Linked DNA regions of Danio rerio: region 1 is linked to region 2. The links are chromatin contacts, called in public HiChIP or PLAC-seq maps. All regions are on one chromosome and are shown on one strand. The core of a region is the stretch at or near the end of the contact, and the rest is flanking DNA. Distances in the headings are between cores, read along the strand shown.

The links. HiChIP or PLAC-seq counts read pairs in DNA pulled down with a chosen protein or histone mark.
Region 1: an H3K4me3 HiChIP or PLAC-seq map of embryo shows a contact between it and region 2, with 2.9 times the contacts expected there. The contact joins the promoter of tmem38b here to the promoter of klf4 in region 2.

Annotation. Positions count from the first base shown.
Region 1 is chr21:768,129-774,065 of GRCz12tu, reverse strand. It overlaps tmem38b (transmembrane protein 38B), which reads left to right and starts at 4,048. Exons shown (of 8, transcript NM_200176.1): 1 at 4,048-4,331. The coding sequence starts at 4,208. LOC141379934 (a long non-coding RNA gene) reads right to left here and starts at 2,225. Exons shown (of 4, transcript XR_012397024.1): 1 at 2,130-2,225.
Region 2 is chr21:544,055-550,235 of GRCz12tu, reverse strand. It overlaps klf4 (Kruppel like factor 4), which reads right to left and starts at 2,401. Exons shown (of 5, transcript NM_001113483.1): 1 at 2,250-2,401; 2 at 1,958-2,081. The coding sequence starts at 2,254.

The DNA.
Region 1 (5,937 bases), core at 2,799-5,298, 220 kb before region 2:
CATACACACTCATTCACACACACCCTCATACACTAGGGCCAGTTTAGTTGATCAGTTCCCCTATAGCGCATGTGTTTGGACTGTGGGGGAAACCGGAGCACCCGGAGGAAACCCACGCCAACACGAGGAGAACATGCAAACTCCACACAGAAACACCAACTGACCCAGCCGGGACTCAAACCAGAGACCTTCTTGCTGTGAGGCCACAGTGCAAACCACCGAGCCACCGTGCTGCCCAACCTTATAATTCTGAACAAAAATTCTCTAGCTGCATTATATTATATATTACAATTATAAAAATATTTATCATTCCTCAAAACCCCTGAAAGTGAGCATAAATCAAAAAATTATTTAAATATTAAAATTAAAATAATATGAATTATTATATTATATTCAAATTGTTAATATAAACAAGCAAATACACACTGGATTAAAATAATCTAAATAAATACAGCACACAAAAATATGATTAAATTAGATTTAAATGAGTAAATGATTTAAAATGAAAATAAAACAAATAGATAAATATGAATTATACTGGAATTTAATAAAAAAAATTTGTAATAAAATAAATAAATATTAAAAAAACAAACATAAAAACAAATAAAATAATTCTAAATATTTTTGGAAATATAACTAAGTTATTTATTAAATGCATTAACTATGAAATTTTGTTTTTCATGCATATACAAGTATACAGATACGTACCTTTTCAGTGTTTTTTTCACTGGGATGATCATATTTGAGAATATAAAAACACTAAAAACTTTTATATACACGTGTATATATAAATATTTTATATAACTTTTATATATACGTGTTATATATAAACTTTTATATATATGTGAAAAACAATACATAAGATTTCTTCATAAAATAAGTTGTTTTTTTTTTAAATAAAACAATTCTGAGTCTATATGAAAGTGCAGTGACAAATAAAGGCTTGATTGATTGATTCAAGTCAGAATTATTCGCCCCCTTTGATTTTTTTTTTCTCTTTTAAATTTTTCCCAAATGATTTTTAACAGAGCAAGGAAATGTTCACAGTGTGTCTGATAATATTTGTTCTTCTGGAGAAAGTCTTATTTGTTTTATTTTAGCAAGAATAAAAGAAGTTTTTAATTTTTTAAAACCCATTTTTGGGACAAAATTACTAGCCCCTTTAAGCTAATTTTCCCCCCGATAATCTTCAGAACAAACCATCATTATACAATAACTTGCCTAATTACCCTAACCTGCCAAGTTAACCTAATTAACCTACTGAGGCCTTTAAATGTCACTTTAAGCTGTATAGAAGTGTCTTGAAAAATATTTAAAAAATATATTATTTACTGTCATCATGACAAAGATAAAATAAATCAGTTAATAGAAATAAGTTTTTGAAACTATTATTCTTAGAAATGTGCTGAAACAATCTTCCCTCCGTTAAACAGAAATTGGGGAAAAAATAAACGGGCGCTAATAATTCAGGGGGGCTAATAATTCGGACTTCAACTGTATAAGCACAGTACAGTGCTAATGTGCAAACTATTTCTAATGTTTAAAGTGGCTGACAATAATAAATATTCTTAATAATAGGAATTAATGTGACTCATTTTTGAACTGTGCAGAGCTGTAGCTGCTTTACTGGGCCAACTACGCTAACGCTACTGTATTTTAATACCGTTTATTATGGTGGTACTTGGAGAAACTATTTTTTTCTGAGGTGGTACTTATTTTGAGAAACACTGTCCTAAATAAATAAAAAATGAGGCGAATAACTGCAAAAAGGTCGACATCTTGAGAAAACAGAACCATCTCTTTCACCCCAGGCTGGCTACAGGCCTGTAACTATTAAAAATGCCTCAGTTCAGGGCAACTAAACCACCTAAACCAAACCCAGTCAACTATAATTAACCAGATTAACCCTTTTCACCTCAGTATTCAGGATTTGTGTGGTTTAATGGTTAATTAGCCGAGTTACCCAGCTCAGATTGTCTGATTAGCTGACATTTTTCTCATATTTTCACAAGCTTTAGTCGCCACAGATTTTCAAAAGCTTTCTTCAACAACATTCATTGAGTTTGACACATTTACTAGATTACCGTGTCCAGAATAAAGGCCCCTGTTAGATTAATTACTGCACTTACCCACAGATACAGTGTTTTATCTACTGATTTATATTTATATCTCGCATACCGCTGGTTTGGAACATCGTTTGTTTTAGACAAAATCCCGCTCTTTTTGTTTCCATGGCGATAAGTTTGACAACGGCGCCACATCGTGGAATCTCGCGAGAACTGCGGCTCCACTCCTCACGCTGTGACCCGTGTGTCCGGCAGGTGTCGCTCTCTGAGGAAAACAAGCGAGCATCTTCAGTTTACATTTATTACTTTACATTCATCTCCTTTTCAAGTGTTCTCTCGTTTACTTCTGCCTCTCTCTAGAATTATTGATTACATTTAACGTAGGCTAATATAACTTATTTAAATTAATAAATGATTAGTTTAAATATAGGTTTAATTAGTAATTTTCTTATTATGGAAAAGGTCATTTCTGTATGGAGGACGAAACCTCCTAACTTATTTAATAATATTTAAAAATAACTAGAAAACATTGCTTTATTTGAACTAATACAGCATATTTGTTTTACTATTTTGTTTCTAAATCTAATTCATAGCAGAATGGAGAGTTACACTAGTTTTTGCCTTGATTTGCTTACTGATGTCTTTTGTATAGTTTTCTGTCAAGTGACATTGTTTACATAAAAGAAATAGATTCATTTACTTGAAACATTTCATTTTAGTTAGGGTTTTTTTTTTTTTTTTGTAGCTTAACAATAAAACAAACAAAAAAGGTTGCGTCAAATTAGAAATGACGATCTCTTTTAAAGGCATTTGTCCCAAGCCTCTCCATCCTTCTCACTTTCTTCTCAGATGGGATGGTGGGCCAAATCAAAGGTTACAATGGGCCAACTTTGGCCCGGGGGCCCTTATTTGGGCATCTCTGATCTAAACAGTCTCTGGGTCAATGCGTGTAAAGATTTTGGACATCTCCTTGGACACTTTTAATGCTTCCAAACAGTTTGCTGCATTTATAAATCGCCCATGTCTTACTGTAGTTCATTATGAGGAGATTTACCTTTTATGTGTGATTTGATTTGTCAGGCATCACAGAACTGATTTTTGTAATCCCCATAGACAGGAAAAAACAGTAGTGACTGCAGGTTGAAGGACAGTAGTGGAGTAAAGTACCAATACTGCAGTAAAATGCACTAGTAAAAAGTATCTTTCAAAACTACTTAGTAAGTTACAATTCCTGAGAAAACCCACTCCATTACAGTAGTTTAATTAAAAAAAAACTTTAAAAGTAAATTTTAAAAGTAAACCCATTTACTTGTTCTTTTTTCATTCTTTTAAAACATGTTTTAACACACTTTAATCAGTTTTTAATCATTTTTATTGCTTGTTTTTTAATTTTCTCATACTTCTTTTTTATTCTTGTTTATGTATAGCTCTTTGAATTGCCACTGTGTATGAAATGTGCTATATAAATAAACTAGCTTGCTTAATTTGAGTATTTGCTATTAGTTTCTTTACACCACTGATAATAACCTGCTGTACCTGAAGTGACCAATCTGTTTTCTCAAAAGGTCGATTTGTGCATTATTTATTGTGTTATATGTGTATTTGTCGATGTATTATTAAAATTAGGCTCACCATTATGCTCTTGTTCAGTCTGCTAACACATTCAGCATCTGATTGTCACATGGGGGGTCAGTTTGGACCTACAGACTTATTTAATTTAGTGTTTATAATTTAGAGCAAACTGAAATCTGTCTAAATCAGATAATGAAAGCCCGATGCTTTAATAAATACCATCATAAATCACGAACTACAGCACTTTCAATGTACCACACTAAGAATATAACGTGTCAGGCTAGTGTTTGCTAGAGCTTTGTTTTGAAATAGTTGTGAAAGTGAAGTTGTGGCTTGTGCGCGCGCGCGCGCGCGTTCCCGCTCAGCATCCGCAGCAGTAATGGCGGCGGATCCGGTTACCGCTCCAGTCAGCTGTTGATCAGCTGGATTCATTCTGTGTCGGAGCATCTGCAGACTACAAGCGTCCAAAACCAAACATCCAAACACACCGGTAACCTGAACCGAGTCCACGGGCGCGCGGCCGACAGGATTAAAGCGCGTTCATGACGGAACACTGAAGCGGCTCAGTTATGGATGTGTTTGCGTTCTTCAATCTGAACGAGCTCGCATTTGGGCTGTCAAAACTGCCAATGTTCCCGTATTTCGACATGGCACATTATATTATATCCGTGATGAGTCTGAGGGAACAGCCAGGTAAGAATAAACACGACTAAATCCCTTTAACACACACCTTTCATTCACTTCAGAGAGTCCGAGTCACTTCGACAAACCTCCAGCCCTTATCAGCTATAATGCCACTTATTAATTAGTTTTGTTTATATTTGTGGTCCTAATACTCGTAACTATGCATACAATTTTGTTTGGTAATCTGAAACGCTATCGTTTGGCATCAATAGCGTATATGATATTCACGAAAAATCAAATTATAAAACTATATTACATGTAAATACCTATAAAACTTGTTAGAGGAACTTTGATTGATAAAATTAAGTAAAACGACATTTTATGTTTAATATATGGCATATCTAACACATAAAAGGTGGTTTTATTTCAGTTTACCAAAACAACAATGCTATAACAAGACATTAATATAGTTTTATAAGTATTTATCCTACGGTTGATTCGGTTTTATAAGTACTTCGGTTAATCTGGGAAGGAGCCGCGCATGCGCACACGTGTATAAACAGTCCAGCGCGGCATTGTTTATCAGTGCTTTCCTCATCGTTTGCATTGCTGTGGACACAGAATGAGTGTTAAATTCTCACAGTCATGTTTATGACTGATGATTCTAGACTTTTAGAGCAGGTCAGTGTGTTTAAAGAGTGAAAAGCAGAAGTTGCATGCATTCAAAGGGGAGATAAATATTTAATCATTAACCCACTGTCAATGTTCTCTGTGTGTTTCAACATGTAAATACTCTGCTGCAGTGGCTAGGATGATTACACATGCATACAACCGCTCTCAGGGTGGGGAAAACCAGTCTAGCTTGTCGTTTTGCATTAACCAAACATGCACTTTGCTCTTGTGTGCAGTGACCATCATGTATTTGGGGTAAAGTTAGTTTTATATTCTCACATTCATGCTTTATTAATAATTTAATTTTAGAAAAGTATTCTTTGCAACTTTTAAATGGGAAAATAACATTAGCAGCCAATTACTATCAAAGTACAGCATTGTTTACAGTCTATTCAGTTGTGCTAATGTTGTTTGGCATCAAACTTGCATGCAATTTCAAACCCAATATTCAATATAGTGTGGTACAGAATACAGGAACCACGTCACACCGTGTCAATTTGTTCAAAAGTGAAGAGTTGCATTTTATTCAACTACAGCTGTAATGGCATACTCACCGGCCACTTTATTAGGTACACCTGTACTTCTAATCAGCCAATCACATGGCAGCATCTCAATGCATTTAGGCATGTAGACATGGTCAAGACGATCTATTGCTGTTCAAAGCGAGCATCAGAATGCGGAAGAAAGGGGATTTATGTGACTTTGAACGTGGCATGGTTCTTGCTCCCAAGTATTTCAGAAACTGCTGATCTACTGGGATTTTCACGCGCAACCATCTCAAAGGTTTACAGAGAATGCTCCGACAAAGAGGGAATATCCAGTGAGCGGCAGTTCTGTGGGCGCAAATGCCTTGTTGATGAGGCCAGAGGTCAGAGGAGAATGGCCAGACTGGTTCCAGCTGATAGAAAGGCAACAGTAACTTAAATAAGCACTCGCTACAACCGAGCTCTGCAGAAGAGCATCTCTGAACAGAACACACAACACGGCCAACCTTGAGGCGGAT
Region 2 (6,181 bases), core at 1,152-3,651:
CTTTACCTCAGTAAAGAGAATCCATGCAAAACTAGAATCTGTACTTTATAATCAGTGCATGTGACAAATTTCAACAACTATAGAACAGATCATGCAGATTACTGTAGTAAAAGCTTGAAGAGTTCATGAATGCAAATACTGTAACACGATGAACTAGTATTTTTAATCACAGATATTTTCTCTCTGTGCTCGTCAATTACTCAGATACTCTTTATTATTATTATTATTATTATTATTATTTATTGGTATTTAGCATTTTGTTTGTTTATAGTTACAGACCCTAAAAGAGAATCCACACTGAACTAAACGCTGTACTTTTCTAATAATCAGTGCATGTTACATATTTCACAATTACGTTTTCTACAGCTAATATACCACACTAAAACTCACAGATTAAAAACCATTCGACTTTATATTATTGCAAATACTATAACATGATAAACATAATAAACTAGTATTTATTCATAACAGATATGCTCTCGTCAATTACTCACATGCACTTTTTTATTATTATTATTTAACATTTTGTTTGTGTAAAACTACAGACCCTAATAACTTTAACACTTCACTAAACGCTGCGCTTTGTAATCAGTGCATGTGACATATTTCCCAAGTAGATTTCAACAACTATACAATATATCATACTACAACACAACACAACACAACACAGATTACTGTAGTAAAAACTAAAGTTATTATTAATGCAAAAAACATAATGAACTACACTCTCAGAAATAAAGCTACGCAAGCTGTCAGCGGAGTGGTACCTTTTTCAAAAGATACACATTTGTACTTAATGGTACCTCAAAAGTGTATATATTAGTACCAAGAAAATTAAGAGGAACACTTTTGCACTTTTTATCTACTATATGTACCTTTAAGGTATTAATATGGACCTTTTAGGTACACATTTGTATCGCATCAGAGACAGCTTGCATACCCTTGCATTTCTGACAGTTTAGTAATTTTTCATCACAGATAATTTCCCCCTTAGTGCTCATGAATTACTCAGAGACTCCTTCATGCGAGTATTGTGTTGGTTTATAACTACAGACCCAAACAAAAGGAGAATATTGAGGTGAAGTTGGTTTTATATTCACACATTTGGTCAAAACAACATCAGCACTATATTTAATTGACTGTCAACAGTGTTGTACTGTGATAGTCACAGGCTGCTGATATGATCATTTGCAAAGAATTATTTGCTCAATATTATAAAAGAGAACGTCTGAATGTGTGAATATAAACTCAACTTTACTTCTGAACTTTGTAATCAGTGCATGTTACATTAGTTTTCTACATCTACTATATCACACTACAACACGCCACAGATTACTGAAGTAAAAAAACAGTAGACTTTATTATATTACTGCAAATACTGTAACATGAAGTATTTTTTCATCAGATATTTCTCTCTGCGCTCGTCAATTACTCAGATACTCTTTATTATGATTTAGCATTTTGTTTGTTTAACAACACACCCTAAAAGAGGATCCGCACTAAACTAAACGCTGTACTTTGTAATAATCAGTGCATGTCAGATATTTGACAAGTGGTTTTCTACAACTAATATATCATATTACAACACGCCTGTAGTAAATACTATTGACTTTTTATTAATGCAAATACTATAACATGATAATGAGTATTCAGTATAGACTTTTATATTAATTCAAAAAATAAATACACAATAAAACATAATAAACTAGTATTGTTTTCATCATATTTTCCTTCACTTAAACACCTCACAGCTAAAGGAGGATCCACACTAAACTAGAAGCTGTACTTTGTAATAATCAGTGCATGTCAGATATTTCCCATGCGGAGAACAGCTCGAGCCGCCGGATCGGTTCACGCCCCTGCCGCGGAGCAACAACTCTGTCATAATCTCTCGCTCGGTGGAAACCGTGAGAATTAACCGATCATCATGACCAGCAACACCTGTGCAGATACTCACTGAACCGGCAGCTCCGGGTCCCAACACGGCCTTGTGCTTCACATCGGTGCCGCTCGCGAAGGTGGAGATGGAGGGCAAAATCGTTCCGCTCAGTGCCATGCTATCAAACTCAGTCGGAGGCTGCCTGAAATTTAACAAATAAATAAAAAAATAAAATAATAATAATAATAAAAATGATAATCCTAAGAGAGAGAGAGTGAGAGAGAGAGAGCGCTCCTGAAAACATGTCATATTAAAGCCAAAAAAATAATACAAATAATTAGGAATGGAACTCTCCAAGTGCAGAACGCACCTCATGAGTGGAAGGAACGCAAAAGCAGTTTAAATCCTAGATCAAAGAGTTCTTTAATAGCGCATCGAACGCGTTCCATCCGGCTGATCAAAGCAGCATGTTCGGTTCCGACACTCGGGGATTCCCGGTGTCCCGTTCGCTGCCGCGGCCGCGCGCTCCGGTGTCTGGACTGGAGTGATTCGTCAGATGCGCGCAGGGCTTTCCTCGCCTAGTTCTTAAACCCCGGACACGCCTCTCGTTGCTCGGCAACCGCGGAGAGAAAAAAAAGAAAACACTCCGCGTGACGTCATCGAGGACTGGGGAGGAGAAAAAATCTGGCAGCGGGCTGGTATTTTGTATCCACACAAACACGCGCGTGTTAGCAACCGGGATCAACACACACAGACACACACACACACACACTCGAGTAAGAAAACCAGTCTGTTTTTTGCTTTTAATCACACACAAAGTCGTGGTGGAGGGACTTGTTTAAAGCACTGATTGTGCTGTTGTGTGTATGAGTGTGTGTGTGCTGGGTTAGCTACTTGCTCAGTTGTCCTCTGCTGTATAGTGAGAAATCAAAACGAGCCACTGTAGTGCTGACATTTCACTGCACACCACTCATTAAAAGTCTTGAGGATGGTTTGAGTGATGTGTGCTGTTGTTTCAGTGAGGTTCGGGTTAGAGACGAGCCGGATTTAGTGATTTGGGGGCCGTAAGCAATTCCAGCCAAAAGTTCTAAAATGCACCTTTTGTACTTTAATTTATTTTTAATTGGTTTATTTTGCTCTTTTTTTCTTCTTATATCACTCAATCACTCCTTTTCTATGTTTTGTCTCAATGCAAATTAATAATAACACAATGTAACGCATCTGGTGAAACTTTTTTTAACTGATTTGTTTTCTTAAAATTAATTCTCAACTAAAAATAATCCTCAAACTATTTCATTTTAAAACTAAATCTTTACCTAATTTGACTGCTGGACCTCTCTGTGATTGACTAAGGGGGATATGTTTGCGCAGATGTAATAAACATTAAACTTTTATTTTGTTTTAGACGCTCATCAAACAAAATATGGTAGAAAATGCTGCTATATGTAATTTATAGGTATAATTCATATGTCTAGGTTAGGGGTGCCCAAACTCTGTCCTGGAGGGCCGGTGTCCTGCATATTTTAGTTCCAACCCCAATTAAACACACCTGAAGCAGCTAATCAAGCTCTTACTAGGTCTGCTGAAGCTGCGATCGCACTAGTTGCGAGATTCTGTCGTGCGGCGCTGCTAAAAAGGGGCGGGAGTAAACAAGATGATTAGACATTTAAATAAGCAAGCGATTGCTCCATGTTTTACATTTCTGTCCAGAGAGGTCATGTTTTGATCCTCAGTTGGTCTCACGCAGTCAAGTGGTGCGTTTCGCAGGTCAGAGTTCACCAAGCAAACTGTGAAACTTGCTGCATGACCTTGTGTTTCCAGTCTGACGCATTTGTGTGCGTATGAATGGAAGTCTATGGGGAGAAAAGTCCAGTGTGACCGCAGCTTAAACGCCCAGGCAGGTGTGTTGAAGGAAGTTGGAGCTAAACTATGCAGGACACCGGCCCTCCAGCACCGAGTTCCAGCACATGGTATTTAATTGAAGCCCCTCAGCTTTCTTGCTTATTAGTTGAATCTGCCCCTGATTAGAGATACTAACATGAAACTATGTCAGTGTGATGTCCTTACTAAGATGAAAACAAACTGAGAGTGTGTGTGTGTGTGTGTGTGAGAGAGAGAGATAGAGAGAGTGTATGCATGCACGGTTGTGTGTGTGTGTGTGTGTGGACATGTGAGATTGTGCATGCACTGGTGTGATTGTGTGTGTGTGTGTTTCTCTAATGCCACCTGTTGCTGGCGTGCCTGATGAGTCTGAACACGGTGTTCACACACACACTGTAAACTCCCACAGCCGCAGCGCTGAGGTGTGTCTGTAATTAACACTAATCATTTTTCCTCCCTAATGCAAAACACAAAGACAGACAAAAATGTGTGGGATTTCTTTGATAAGACAAGCCTTTCCCTTCATTCATTCATTCAGTCATTCATGCAGTCAGTTAGTTTGAGCTTGTGCAATATTTCAGAGGAGTACTTTACTTCTGTTCCATGTATGTTTATTAATAATATGCAAAAGCACAGTGAATTTCAGGATATTTCTTTGAACAGGTGTTGTCATCTCTGTAATTGTCAACTGTGTTACTGTTTAAATAGTTGGACTATATGTTAAACAACTATTGGTAGCAGAATCAGATGTTTCCTATCACATATAAGCATTATTTGACAGTAATAATGGCTTCAGTTTACTGTAAATTTTACATTGGTTTCTGTGTTTCATTCCAGTGTAAAGAAAATGAGGAGGAAAAGCTTGAAAGGAGCAGACAGTTCTGGAGTGAGTCAGGTATGTGACCCATATTCATCATCTTATTTTTACTACATTAATAATATATTATTTAATAATATGAATATATGCATTCTGTGAATATAATTGATTTTGCTGTGCGCATAATTAAATGCGACTCATCTTTGACGAGTTTAAGCTGTGTCTGTGTAATTATGCATGCATTTCCAGTGCCTCTCTTGGCATGTTGTTCATTTAATTTGATTACTTCAGCATCGTCCTGATTTGAAACCCTGAGTATGATCGTGAAATCTGCTTAAAAGCATAGTGTGTGTGTGTTAGCGCATGCTGTTATGTTCTGAGCGTCTGCGTATACGGAGGATTTGCCTGTGCAGTGTCTACAATCATGTTTGTATGGAGAGCAAACACGAGCTCAGAGACCATCCTGTTACATCAGGATCTGTTCGTTTGGCTCTGTCAACAGCAGGCCGTCATTTAGCCACAGAATACACTCATGGAGCCCCTTTAACACACGCACACACACACATTCTCACACTCACAGCGGCACACAACAATAGTGCACTGGGGAAAAAAAAGCATTAGCTGACTTTACTTTAAAATAAATTGCATTAAAATTAAGTAAATTAACTATGCGCATAATTAAAAATCAATGGATTTACTCACTTTTTAAAGTAAAGTCAACTAATCGCTTTAAAAGCAACACGTTTATGCACTTTTTAAGTGATTAGTTGATTTTACTTTAAAAAAGTGAGTAAACACATTGCATTAAAATGATGTAAAATGACTATTTGCATAATTAAAACATGAGTAAACCCAATAATTTTAAATCTATTAGTTGACTACTTTAAAAAGTGAGTAAACACATTGCATTAAATGTAAGTAAATGAACCATGTGCATTATTAAAAAAAAGTAAACACATTTCTTTTAAAGCAATTAGTTGACTTAAGTTTAATACAATGGGTTTACTCAGAAATATTTTGTGTGGATTAATTATGTGCATAATTAACAACCGAGTTAACCCAATGCAATCAAATAAACTATTTTTATCATTTAAAAAGTGAGTAGATCTGTTGATTTTAAAGCGGTTAGTTGACTTTTAAAAAGTGAGTAAACCCATTGCATTAAAATTATGTAAATTAGCAACATGCATAATTAAAAAGTGAGTAAAACCATAAGTTCTAAAGCGATTTGTTGACTACATATTTTGAGTAAACCCAATGAATTAAAATGATGTAAAATTAACAATGTGCATAATTAAAAAGTGAGTAAACCCATTGATTTTAAAGCGATTAGTTGACGTCATCTAAAAAAAGTGAGTAAACCATTGCGACAAAATTATGTAAATTAACTATGTGCATAATTAAAAAGTGAGTTAACGCTTTGCATTTAAGTTGATTAGTTGACAAATTGAGTAAACCCACTGCATTTAACATTATATAAAATATCTGTCTACTTTAAAAAGTGAATAAATCTATTGCATTAAATATATGTAAATTAACTATGTGCATAATTAAAAAGTAGCCATTGGTTTAAAAGCGATTAGTTGACTTTATCTAAAAAATTG